2 separate regions of the Sus scrofa genome follow, and region 2 is linked to region 1. A link is a contact called in public Hi-C data. All regions are on one chromosome and are shown on one strand. The core of a region is the stretch at or near the end of the contact, and the rest is flanking DNA. Distances in the headings are between cores, read along the strand shown.

What was found. Hi-C and Micro-C count contacts between places; a contact is called where the count stands out from the background.
Region 2: a Hi-C map of embryonic fibroblasts shows a contact between it and region 1, with 2.4 times the contacts expected there. The contact joins two enhancer-like sites. A contact is called at or near these places in 2 of 47 Hi-C or Micro-C datasets (adipocytes and embryonic fibroblasts).

What each region holds. Positions count from the first base shown.
Region 1 is chr15:125,857,858-125,864,866 of Sscrofa11.1, reverse strand. No RefSeq gene overlaps it. Among named protein-coding and RNA genes, the nearest start is that of SERPINE2, 84 kb to the right of the region's middle. Within about 2 kb of position 4,351, at least 7 of the 83 cell types and tissues checked have an H3K27ac peak or open chromatin away from gene starts, as enhancers often do. A contact at or near this core is called in embryonic fibroblasts, where this site is marked.
Region 2 is chr15:125,969,387-125,975,691 of Sscrofa11.1, reverse strand. No RefSeq gene overlaps it. Among named protein-coding and RNA genes, the nearest start is that of TRNAF-GAA, 100 kb to the left of the region's middle. Within about 2 kb of position 3,446, at least 3 of the 83 cell types and tissues checked have an H3K27ac peak or open chromatin away from gene starts, as enhancers often do. A contact at or near this core is called in embryonic fibroblasts, where this site is marked.

The DNA of each region.
Region 1 (7,009 bases), core at 3,102-5,601:
TCACCACCCTCTCTCTTATACCTAAAGTTGGGCTGCACCAAGACGATGTTGATATATATTTGCTGAAAAATTTGAATGAAACAGTCAAGAGGGATTTTTCTTCATTTTTAAAAGTTTTATTGAAGTATAGTTGATTGGGATCATTTCTGCTGTAAACAAAGTGATTCAGTTACACATGTACACAGATCCATTCTCTTTCAGATGCTTTTCCCACATAGATTATCAGAGAATATTGGGTAGAGTTCTCTGTGCTATACAGCAGGCCCCCTTTGGGACTTTTTTTTAGCAGTGATAAAGGTATAAACAGCATTATTTCTTCACCATCTGAAAGCATAGCATTTACCCCCACCCCTTGACTAAAAAAGACAGATGTTTTCAAAAGTTGGCACAGATGAAATGCTGCCAGGACAACACCTTGTCTAAGCCTTATGAGAACAAAGTGGAACAGGAAACCAAATAGTGTGATGGTGGATGACTTTGGACACCGCACAGCCTAGAATCTCGAACACGGTGGGCATAACTCTTTTTCATACCTGTTCATCTCTATGCAGCGTATTGAGTGCCTCTCACCCACAGGAACCTGTTAGTGTAGCATAGGTTAGATAGACTTGCCCACTGGGAAAAAGTGGTTCCACTCATTACAGACCCATGGTGTGTGTTTTGAGTCTGCGCTAAAGGTATATCTCAGAGCATGATTTAAGTGCTCTGGGCCATTGTTTCCATAGCAGGCTTGCGGATGGTGCCCACTGAGACATTGCATCATGAGTCTGTGCTGGAATATTTTGATGCCAGAGTATTAACCCTTTGTGGGGGATCATCACTAACTCATTAACACCAGTGGCTAAGTCTGCAATAGCTTCTGGGACAGGAGAGCTGGGAGGCAGCAGTGACATCTGTTCCGTGAGCTGGGAGGCAGCAGTGACATCTCTCACGGCTGTGACATTCCTTAAATTCAGACTACTCCATCTTTGTGGCCAATGGTTGAATAAGGCAGCTGATGATGCAGCCCTGGCTTACCAACCAGGAAACTGATATTGAATAAATTCTGTAATGTCAGGTCACAGAAAGAATTAAAGAGCAAGCAAGGTGAGGAGGCAAAAAAAAAAAATCAAACAAATGGTCTGTTTCTTCCAATTTCAGACAATTTCACAGCAAGAAGATAAAAGTTACTACCTAAGAGGTCACATAAAGGAACCTATTTCTAGCTTCTGAACCAGACTACCCAGTTCAATTTCTCCATCATTAAGTCATTTCTCTGAAGAGGGACCATGAAGCCCTGAGAGAAACCTGAGATCTCTAGGAAGCAGGTCCATAGAAACCTGCTCTTTGGCAGGTACTCTGTCTTAGCTTCCTAGGGCTGTCATTGCAAATTACCACGAACTTGACTCTCCAAATGCAGAAAGTTATTCTTTCATTGTTCTGGAGGCCAGAAGTCTGAAATCAGTAAGGCAGGTCTCAGGGAGGGTCCATTCTCCACCTCTCTCTTGGCTTCCAGTGGCTCTGGGAATCCTTGATATTCTTTGGTTTATGGACAGCTCACTCCAATACCTACCTCTCTCTGCATATGGCTTTCCCCTCTGTGTCTTCTTATTTCTCTCTTATAGACACCCATCATCAGGTTCAATAATCTTATCTGGAGAGCCCTGCCTTAATTACATGTGCAAAGACCTTTATTCCAACTAACATCGCATTCCGAGGTTTCAGGGGTTAGGACTTGGACAGATTCAATGCACGACACACTCTTAACCCAAATTCTCAGTAGGCTCCCAGTCACATAACCGCAGATATTGGCATTGCTTGGTTTCAAAGCACAGACAGGATGGACAACATGGAGCTGTTTTTAATCTGCAATGCCCCTCCACTCTCTGAAGCCCTATTTCATTCTTTCTTCAAATCGCTTCTTCTTTATATCTTCCTAACCAAAATCCGATCATTGCTATAGATTCCAGCCATTCCCTCCCCCATACCCAGACACCTCTACTTCTACAAATTCATATCTGGTTATAGAGTAGGTTGAAAAGCATATGAGCCGGAGCTTGTAGCTTTGTCATGTCACCATGGGTGAGGTATCCTTATCTGTAAAATAGGGGTCACCAGAAGAATTATTGACATTGTATATAAAGCAACCAGCTCTATGCCTCGCTTATATATAGTAAGGACTCAGTCAATGTTAGCCAGTATGGCTCTTCTTCCAGGGAACACGTTTCGCTTCTGTAATATTGAGTGCCTCCTCTAGGCAGGCGCAGTAACAGTCTTTGTGGAAGTTTTTCTGGGCCAGAGAAGAAACAACCATTGCCCTTAAAAAACTAACAAATAGATTGTTCCATGTTCTGAAATTCTTAGAGGAAGGTTTGGCCATGCTCTTGAATCAACACGCAGTCTGCATGGATCATGGCTCTTTCTGTGTCTAGGAAGGCATGTATTTTTCATCATTACTGATGATACGTAGTTATCCTAATTTCAAAGCTCTTCTCAAAAGAGATTACCTTTCGAGGGAGTTCCTGTCATGGCTCAGCAGAAACTAGTCTGACTAGTATGCATGAGGACACAGGTTCTATGCCTGGCCTTGCTCAGTGGATTAAGGATCCAGGTTACTGTAAGCTGTGGTGTAGGTTGCAGACACGGCCCAGATCTGGTGCTGCTGTGGCTGTGGTGTAGGCCAGTGGCTACAGCTCCGATTTGACCCCTAGCCTGGGAACCTCTATAGGCCTAAAAAGACCAAAAAGAAAAAAGAAAAAGAAAAAAGAAAGTACCTTTCGAATACAAATTTTTCTCACCTGAAAACCTCCTCTCGGTAGCAGCTTCTTGGCAATTCTTACAAACTAAATAAGCCTGTCTCCTCCTAATTTTACATGTGGTTACTAATTTTCAACCATTTAGTCACTTTTCAGCAATCTTCTCTTGTTCTAAGTTGTGGTGTTCTGATTCAGCCAGCAAATTCTAAACGTCTTACCTAATCACAGACCATCCCCTGTTAGCACTTGTACTAACAAGTGAGATGGTAACAAACTCCCCCCTTGAGTTTCCCTGGTACAGTGAACCCTGAGTTTCCCTGGTACAGTGGTCAAAGTGATGCCCCAGAAGCATTGGCAGCTCCTCCAGTGTCCTCTGAATCATTAGAAGAATCAATAATGATCAGTCAAGTTTGGATGCTAAATACATTTCCCCCTCTGCCAATTTCGTGGAAATGGCAAATCTGCATATTGTTTGTAAGATAAAGCTCGAGAATTGTAACCATGAGTCATAAATCATGAAGTTGATTGCTCTGTTCCCTAGTCCTACTAGATAGCTGAATGCCACTATTTTCTAGGATCATTCTAGCTGCCATTACTTAAAGCTTGCCTCCCAGTTTAAGGTCAAGGCAGGAGCTGCCCACCCATACCTCGTGTGACCAATGCAGCCCCCAAGTTTGTTTGGAAGACATACTAAAACCTTTTTTTGCTTCTAAAGGGTCAAGTGCTCCCCAGTTCAACATGGTTGCTACCACTTTCCTTTGCATTTTTACTCATTTATGCCACTGCCTGGAGGCATCTCAATTGGTGAACCCTGGAGAGATGTAGCAATTTCACTGGATGATGTTCAATAGTATTGGCTAATAGAGCCACTTGGGATTATTAATGACTCCTAGTGTGCTAGGCACACCCATGCAGAGCTGGCTTGGTCATCCTGACTCATGGATTCATGGTTTAAGTTTACTCAGACAGTTAATTGTCAGATTGTTTGACTCTAAGAACCACATGTTAAATTTCATTGCGTTATGGTGCTTTGGTATTTCCTAAGTTGTGCTGTAAAAAAAAAAAAAAAAAAAAAAAAAAAAAAAAAAAAAAACAGAAACAATATGCTTGAAATTTTTCTTTGGTAGAATATTTATCTTTTAATTTCACATTTTAAACAAAATCTAAGCAAGCTCAACAATTCCCAGGACAAAGTGAGAAATGCACCCAGGAGCTTGAGTTAAAGGGCAGAGCTAACATCAGGTAGCTCGGTCTTTCCCACGTGAGGAACTTGATCTCAAGTTGGTAGGTCTTCCACAAAACAAGGTTTCTTTAGTCAAATATATTGGGCAAAGCCTCTGATAAATATAGGCCAATAATTTCTTACACTGTAGAATCTCTGTTGTTAATAGGTTCCCAGGAAAGCTATAGTACATGTTATTTCTTAATTAATTTGTCCAGCAAAATCTATGCACAGAACATCTGTTCACCAGTATTGCAAGGCACATACTTTGAAGAACGCCAAGGCAGGCTGATGGACAGAATGTGTAACAAATACTTAATACTTCAGCATCATCCTGGTAGTTGAGCCACCCCTAAGAGCTCGAAGGGCTTTATGAGACCTTGAGCAAGTCTCAAAACTCCTGTGAGTCACTCTTTCTTCATCTGGAAAGTGAATAGGTTAAGTCCTCTTCCAGCTTGAATAGTTTCTGCTTTGCCCCAGAGCTTTAGGTTATTGCCTTTGGTCATTGTCACTAAATGACTAAAGGGGATGAAAAAAAAGAACACTATTCTATAAACAGAGGAGGTCCAGGACTTGCCTGGCCTCCCTGACTCCACAGAAATACAGTTAGGATTCCAAGACTAAGCAGTTGGTATGTTCCCAGAGACTCACTGCATGGTTCTGCAAGTGGCATGTCAAGGCTTTGAGTGTTGAGATCACTACAAATGTCTATGACAGCTGCTTCATCAATTCAAGATTTTTTGAAGAAATTATCACTCATTTGGGTAAGGAAACTGGGAGAGGCTAAAGGAATTTATTATTCAATTTTTTTAACTTGATAGAAGTAAGTCTGAAATTAGGACCCCTCCAGTGTTTCTAGTTTATCTATGAATTGAGTTTTCTTTTTTTACTACCGTGAACAAGGATGGAAGAGGAGGTCATGGGCCCATCTTTTCCCCCTCTGAGTCTTCACTTCCTGGGGTTTAAATCTAATGATTCATCTTCAGGATTGGCTTAAGTGGCCTGGCAATGATCCTGCTCTTTTCAACACTGATTTGTCTTCTGATGGTTCAGGCAGAAACAGAAGCAGTTTGCGTGAGCCACAAACACAGGCCACCAGCATCTCCCGTTTATATGCTCCTTTCTTTTTGTTTATTTACTTATTTATTTATTTTGTCTTTTTGTCTTTTTAGGGCCTGCGGCATATGGAGGTTCCCATGCTAGCGGGCCTAATCAGAGCTGTTACCGCCAGCCTACGCCAGAGCCACGGCAACACCAGATCTGAACTACATCTGCAACCTACACCACAGCTCACGGCAACACCAGATCCTTAACCCACTGAGCGAGGCCAGAGATCGAACCCACAACCTCATGGTTCCTAGTTGGATTCGTTTCCACCGTGCTAAGACAGGAACTCCTATATTCTCCTTTCTAAATCCAAGAAATAGAAACAAATATGCCTGCTTGTTTCTCAACCTAAGAAAAAAATAGGTTTTTCTGGTTATGGATGAGAACAAGAGATTTGTCTGAAAATAATAGTTATAATTAAGTAATAAAGTTGTAACAAAGTACATTCGAAAGGAAAATTAATTCCCATTAAGCAATTCATCTTTAGCACTGTTTGTTCTTATCACAGATGCAAACATATGCTTTGATTTTTTTTTTTCTTTCTGGATGATAATCTGTACTTGAAGAATTGAAAGTCTCCTTTTACGAATTTAAGTGAGTTGAGGAAAACTAACTGTCCTACATAAGAAATTGCCAATGTTTGATGAATAGAACATATACATGAATTTATGCATAATTTTTCCATCAAGGTTTGGTGAAATTGGGAAAAAAATTGGAAGTTGTATTAATCCCTATCTGCTTCAAGAGATGGTGATCCAACTCAAACTAGCTCTTCAGCCAAAAATACAATGCATTGGCTTGGAAATTTGAGCTGTGCATTTTGCCTTGAGTATAATGAGATCTAGGGTTCAGTCTGTGATGCCTGAACTCCCTCCACCTTCATCTCTCATCTTGGTTGGGTTTTAATCTCAGGCTCTTTCTCCATCTGACCACAAGACACCTGATCATAGCCCAAGCACATTTTGCCCTTATATCTCCTGATTCTGGAAGAAGAAAGAAACTCTCTTCTGGGTTTCCCAGGGTCAAATTTCCTGGAAGAGCTCTGGTGGGCCTTGCTTGAGTTATGTGCTCATGGCCGAACCAGTCACCATAACCAGAGTAAGAGGCTACCTAGATTGGCCAGTCATAGGTCATATGCCCACCTTGGAGTCAAGACAAACAGGACTGATATCCTATCACCATGGCGGGAGGGACCTTTTTCCTAAAGAAGACAGGCACACACAAGGGATGGCTAGTACAAAAGACACTGGCTTCATGAAAATCTGGAGAGCTAAAACTGGAGAGCTAAAGGGAATTTCAGGTTTTAGCTAGCCTCCTCATCCTACGCAAGACACTGCTGAGGATACGTAGCAGTTGTGATAATCCACAGCACGTTTGTAAAACATCTTCCCCAACTAGCCTCCCTCTCTGAGATGCCTGCTGATAGGAGGCATCAAAAATGTAGTAAGAATTAAAAGAGGTTTAGTGAGACAAAGTGCTTATAATTCAAAGCAAACCTTTTTTGGGGGGAGGGGGTGATTTTTAGAGCTGTACCCATGGAATGTGGAAGTTCCCAGGCTAGGGATCCAATCTGAGCTGCAGATGCCAGCCTACACCCACAGCCACAGCAATGCCAGGTCCAAGCCACGTCTGCAATCTACACCACATCTCATGGCAATGCCAGATCCCTGACCACTAAGCAAAGCCAGGGATGGAACCCACATCCTCATGGATATTAGTCAGATTCATTTCCACTGTGCCACAAGGGGAACTCCCAAAGAAAACATTTTTAAAATTATTGAAAATGTATGTTTCATTTAGACTTCAGAAATTTCCTTACTTCCCCCCTGCCCTCTAGTTTCAATTGCTTAAAATAGGTAAAAGAAAACATTTTAAAAATACTACCCTCCTATCCTACTCAAAGGTCCCCCAGTCCAGAAGCTAGTCAACTGATATGAGAACTATG
Region 2 (6,305 bases), core at 2,197-4,696, 110 kb before region 1:
CGTGATAAAGACCAATCTATTTTACATGCTGTGGTAGCCAAGAGGTTGGGCATGAAGAAGACACGGACACATATTAGTATGGAAATTCCTCAGAAAACTGAAAATAGTATTACCGTTTGATCCAGCAATCCCACTCCTGGGCATCTATCCAGAGAAAACCGTGACTCAAAAAAATATATGTACTCCAGTGTTCATTGCAGCAGTATATGAAATAGCCAAGACATGGAAACAACCTAAATGTCCATTGACAGAGGAGTGGATAAAGAAGATGTGGAACATATACACAATGGAATATTACTCAGCCATTAAAAGGAAAGAAATACTGGCATTTGTGGCAACATGGATGGACCTAGAAATTATCATGCTAAATGAAGTCAGTCAGACAATGAGGAACCGACATCAAATGCTTTCACTGACATGTGGAATCTGAAAAAAGGACACAATGCACTTCTTTGCAGAACAGATCCTGACTCTCAGACTTTGAAAAACTTATGGTTTCCAAATGAGACAGGTTTGGGGGTAGGGGGAATGCACTGAGGGTTTGGGCTGGGTTGTAAAATTTGGTTGTGATGATTATTGTACACCTCTAAATGTAATAAAATTCATTAAGGAATTTAAAAAAAATTTTTTAAATCCTCAGCCCATTACTTCTGATCACAGGCCATTGGCTAGAACTTAATCACATGATCACATTTAATTGCAAAGGAGGCTGGGAAATGTAGTCTATTAATGTACCTGGGCAAAGAAGATGAGACTGTTTTGGGGGGAGAGATAGCTTTCTTTGCCACAGCACATTACTTTTTTTAAAAAAACTCAGCAATCACAATAAATATTCATTAATTAAGAATTTCTCTCACTAGCAGAAAAAAAAAACTGACATTTATTCACAGTTTACAATGTACTTAGCACCATTATCAAAGGAGAGAGATTTGGTCTTATTCATCTTTCCGTCTCCTGAATTTAGCTGATTGTCTAGCACACAGAAAAACTTTTGCTGAAGAATTTTATAAAAATATATAATTTAAAAAATATGAATTATAATATCATTTTCATAATCTTGTTCATTTTTTCCTTTTTTTTTCTGCTTTTTTCCCCCATACCTGTACTGTTATTTTTTATTTTTTTCCTTTTTTTTTTTTTTCCAGTGTTAGCCTTGCCACTTTCTGCTGTGATGCTAACTAAAACAAACTTTTAAAGCTAACTTAAAGGTGAGGGTTACTATTCTTCAATGGCTGCCTCTAACCAACTTTTGGTTGGTTCTGCTTTTTACAGCAAGGTGATTCAAACAAGTTTTTGATTTTTACACATTTCATTGCTGATGCCTAAAGATGGTTTTTCTGGGTTATTCCTTAAGGAGAGTATTTAGAAGGAAAGGGAGAACTGAAACCCAAGTCAGCCCTCTAAGCAAGAAATTTTTTTCTCAAATTCTATAAAACCATGTACCCACTTGCTCCTCCTTATTGTAAAGATAAATCACAGCCATTCAGAGATGAAATGTGGTTCTAAGGCCCTGATTGGTCTTGGTGCCATTTCTATAGAAATGAGAGTGAGGAGGAGGAAGAATAGCCTCCTATCTGGAAGGGTTAGATAAGAAGCTGTCTAGGTAGGGGACCAACAGGTTGCAGAAGACAGAAGGATAGCTGGAGAAGGAAAGATACTCCTCTTAGCCAGTTAAGTGAGCCAGATAAACCCTGATGATCAATGAAGAGACTGGTCACATCCACAAAGGAAGGGAGATTCTTCTAACTTGGATAATTAACAGTCACTTGGCAGCTCTAGGGCTAGCCCTGGTTTTACCTTAAAGATTGCCAAGATCTCATGCCTTGTTTCTTTTCCCACCTTCCCCTGCATCAGCGAAATGCCGGTGCCATTTGTTGTCTTGCCCCAGGTCAGGAGGGGGCTGATTCCCAGATTTACCAGGCTGAGGATCCCCAAGGCTTCCCATTGGGCATCCCCTAGCCATACCTGGATCGTGTGGCTTGCCCTTCTCATCCTCATGCTGTAGGGGTTATGAGTGGCACCTCCATGGACCACTGAGAGTTCTCGAGTCCCATCAGTGGGTAGGGCCAGCCAGGATTTGCTTTTGACAAAGGTGGGATTCTAGAACCTTGGATACATATACTAATAACTAGCCACTATGACCAGAGGTGTTGGCCTCTGCCTCATATTCTTTAGATAGAGGAGCCAAATTTCACGATGCTGAAAATATTCCCATGATAGAAGTCTCCTCTCTCTCAAGCAGACTTTATCTATAGCAAATGTCATTTTCACAATGTCTTAGGACTATCTCTAACTTCTGACTTTTTTCTTTTTTCTTTTCTAAGACTTAAGTTCAAATATATATATTTTTTTCTTTTTATGGCCACACTTGCAGCATATGGAAGTTCCTGGGCCAGGTTTGAATCAGAGCTCCAGCTGCTGGCTTACGCCACAGCCACAGCAACATGGGATCCAAGCCCCATCTGCGACCTATGCTGCAACTTGCAGCAATGCTGGATCCTTAACCACTGGGTGAGGCCACAAATTGAACCTGCATCCTCACAGAGACAATATCAGGTCCTTAACCCACTGAGCCACAATAGGAACTCCTCAAAATTCAATGTTGAATGTCTATTTCCTTATCCTTTTCTAGGAATGAGTTAGTATTTGTCTTAAGTTCTTTATTAACAAGATGCCATTTCTCTTTCATCTTAGAGGCAAGAATCTCATAGTAAAGCAGATCTTTGCAAAGCTGAATTCAACGTTTTCTGTCTACACCCCCTCCAGAAAGACTAGAAAGAGGTTCCTCTGGTTAAGACTCTTTGAGAAAAGCCAGAACAGGGAAATGGGAAGCACTAATTCTGAACGCTATTTGGGCAACCAAGTGAGAATTTTAGAAGTGTCAACTCTTGCAGCAATTATCAACAGTTTGCTCCAAAGAAAGAGTAAGAAATGAGCTGTCAATTCATTTCCCTTCACATTTCCAGTCACAGGGGTTTTTTTTTAGCCACTTTATAAATGTTCCTCATGACTCCACAACCAATTAGTGCTGTCTCCAAGCTTTGTAGTAAATGTTCATTAGGCAGACAGGTCACACATTACTCTAGCTGTAGGATCTGACCATGAAATTGAAACATTCCTGTCCTCACTATTTTGGACATTCCCCGGGTTGACCCTGACCACCTTGTAAAGCTGAACACATTGTCTACATTCGAAGTGTTTGGTGATAAAATTGGTCAAGGAATAATTAGGATGATATCATGTCCGGGAAACCTCTTGCAAAAGAAAGTACTTTTAAAGGAAACACAAAAAGGGAATTTTCAAATACTATTTGACTAGTACGACTATGGGAAGTTTTTTTTAAACTAACAGGAAATGCATCTGAAAAGTTGTTTACCCTAACTGTCTGAGAAGGCATGTGGCATGAATGAGTCCAGCTGTTCTGCAGAATTACCTCACCATGGATGCTGGCACAGGGTACCCACAGCATCAGAGCCCTGGGCATTCGTCTAGTGGGTGGCATTCTTTTCCTTCACATCTGACCTGGAGCAAAGTTCTTTCTCAAATATGTAAACTCTGGAGTCACTACATCATTTGTGTTTCTCATTTCTGCTGGCTTTCACCCCTGAGGACTAGTTCCTTTGTCTTCAGTTTAACGAAGATGATTCCATGAGGCATTCCATGATTCCATGATGATTCCATGATTCCCTGTCCCATTCCTGAACAAACCATGAGGCATTCAGTCATGTGGCAATAAATAGGTTTCCTTTCTCTGCCTTTGAGGGAAAAAAACAGAGAACAAGAGCCGGTTTAGTACTTTGTAAATTTTCTTTTTTTTTCTTTTCTTTTTTTGTCTTTTGTCTTTTTTTTGGGCCACACCCACAGCATACGAACATTCCCAGGCTAGGGGTCGAATGGGAGCTGTAACTACTGGCCTGCACCACAACCACAACAACATGGGATCCGAGCCACGTCTGCGACCTATACCACAGGTCACGGCAACACGGGATCCTTGGCCCACTGAGCAAGGCCAGGGATCGAACACGAGTCCTCATGGATACTAGTCGGGTTCATTCACCACTGAGTCACAACAGGAAACCCACTTGGTAAATTTTCAAATTCTAAAGGTAAGGGTACCCAAGATGAAAGTGATCTCTTATAGTGGGGAAATCATAGCCAGGAAAAAAAAAAAAAAAAAGGAGATGGAAACCTGGAGACTAAGGCTCAATTCTTGGCTTTCGCTCTCACTGGTTATATGGATTTGGGCAAGTTGCTTGTTCTCTCTAAGCCTCAGCTTCCCCACCTATAAAATCAGGGGCTGTAGATGCCTATTCCACAATGTTATGATGGAGATAAAATGAGACAATGAGCCTATCACAGTACGCTGTGCCCTTCACTCTGGACCCTAAAGTGTACCTTGCCTGGCTCTTCCTAAGACCATGAGTCCTCCTTTCCCCAACATTCATCTTGAGCCATAGAAAAAGGGAGGAAAATAGATGAGCAGGAAAATGATACACACTTTAAAAATGAAGGGCTAAGCTTCTTTTCTATGGTCTCTTTAACTTGAGATGTGATTCCATGGGAAAACCACATTCTGTGGGCTATAAATCTGGCTCATAATGACTGAGGTTTCTTGAATTAGCTTCGAAAATAATTTTTTTTTGCTATATATCTAAGCACTATTGACTTACGTAATTTTTCTCCACATTTTTGACAGTCTTTTTTCTTTCTCTACATGATTGAAATTTTTGCCCAAGCAGATGCCAAGTTGTCACAAGGTCAATACGTGTATCATGCACATATTTCACTTTCATCAAGGATTTGTCTCAGCCTACCAGAGTAATCTCATCACGAGTCAACCACGAAGTTTCAGAGATGCCATTATTAGGGAAGATCTGTACTCCTCTCATCTTCTCCCAACAAAGAGTAAGTGTAAGTAGCTAAAAATGATGTTGGAAAAGGCCTTAAAAACTTTTCACATCAACATTCCATTTTGGGTTTCAGTAAGAAAGATTCCCTGGGCTTCATAAATAAGCAGTACGGAAAAAGATTATATGACTATAGAGTTTTGCTTATACAAAGGATGATTCAGAATGCCTCCTTGCAGTAAATGGATGGAGAAAATGCTTCAGTTCCCCCACCCTCCCTCCGTCTCTGCCCTTTGCAAGATGATGTTGCCATTTCTCCCATCGAGCATGTAATCTATTTTCCTGTCCCTTGAATCTGAGCTGCCCTTTTACCTCACTCTGGTCAATAGGATGAGGCCTCACCTCCAAACCCAGGTCTTATGAGGTCTTGCACACTCTCTCCTGCATGAACCATGACAAGAAACCCAGGCTAGTTTCCTGGAGGCTAGGAGACTAAGTGGAGCAAGGCCAAGACCACCCTATATTAATTGAAAATTAGTCGTCTGCCAGATATGTAAGTGACCTCCCGGCCAAGACAAGAACTGCTTGGCCAATCTCAGCCAAGATCAGCAGAACTATTCAGCCAACTCATACAGTCATGAGTGAAAGTAAATGTTTAATTTCTCACCACCGAGGTTTTGTGGGTTTTTATGTGATGTAATTGTAGCGATGGATAACTGATACATTCACTACCAAAGAAATGGCGCAAACTCCTGAAGTGGTCCAGGAGATTTTTATAGAGTCTGCCTTGAGATGGAAAAGGAGAGATTCTGTTTTTGTCTGTCCTAGATGCTAGGCTTTCATTTACCTGTAGTATGCCTGGAACAAGTCCTATGGCCAAGGCTTAGCGAAGGTGTGTGCCAACCATTTTGTCCAGAGAGCTATTCCCTGTTATGAGAGGGCAAGGAATACTTCACTGCCTGGGTCCTCAAGCTGGGACACAAATAATTCAGGTGTGAAACTGTGATGCCAGGGGTCAGGCAAAGCTACACAACAAGCACATATATCTTATTGGGACATGAATTAACCTTGAAGACTCCAGGGACACAAAGAACATAGTTTTTCAATTAAAATAAAAAGAAATAAGAGTTCTTTCAGTGGTGCAGTGGGTTAAGGATTCAGTGTCGTCTCTGTGGCCATGTGGGTTTGATCCCTAACCTGGAGCAGTGGGTTAAGGATCCACTGCTGCCACAGCTGTGGCGTAGGTTGCAGCTATGACTCAGATTCGTTCCCCAGCCCAGGAAATTTTATATGCTGTAGGTGCGGCCAATAAATAAATGAATAAATAAATAAATAGAAATAAATATATTATAAAACAGAACATAAAGTTTCAACACTTTTTTTTGATAAAACACATTCATTTCCTTTTCCTATTCCAGCTAAGGGTGCACTCTCTTGTGACACAAGACGTATTTTTTT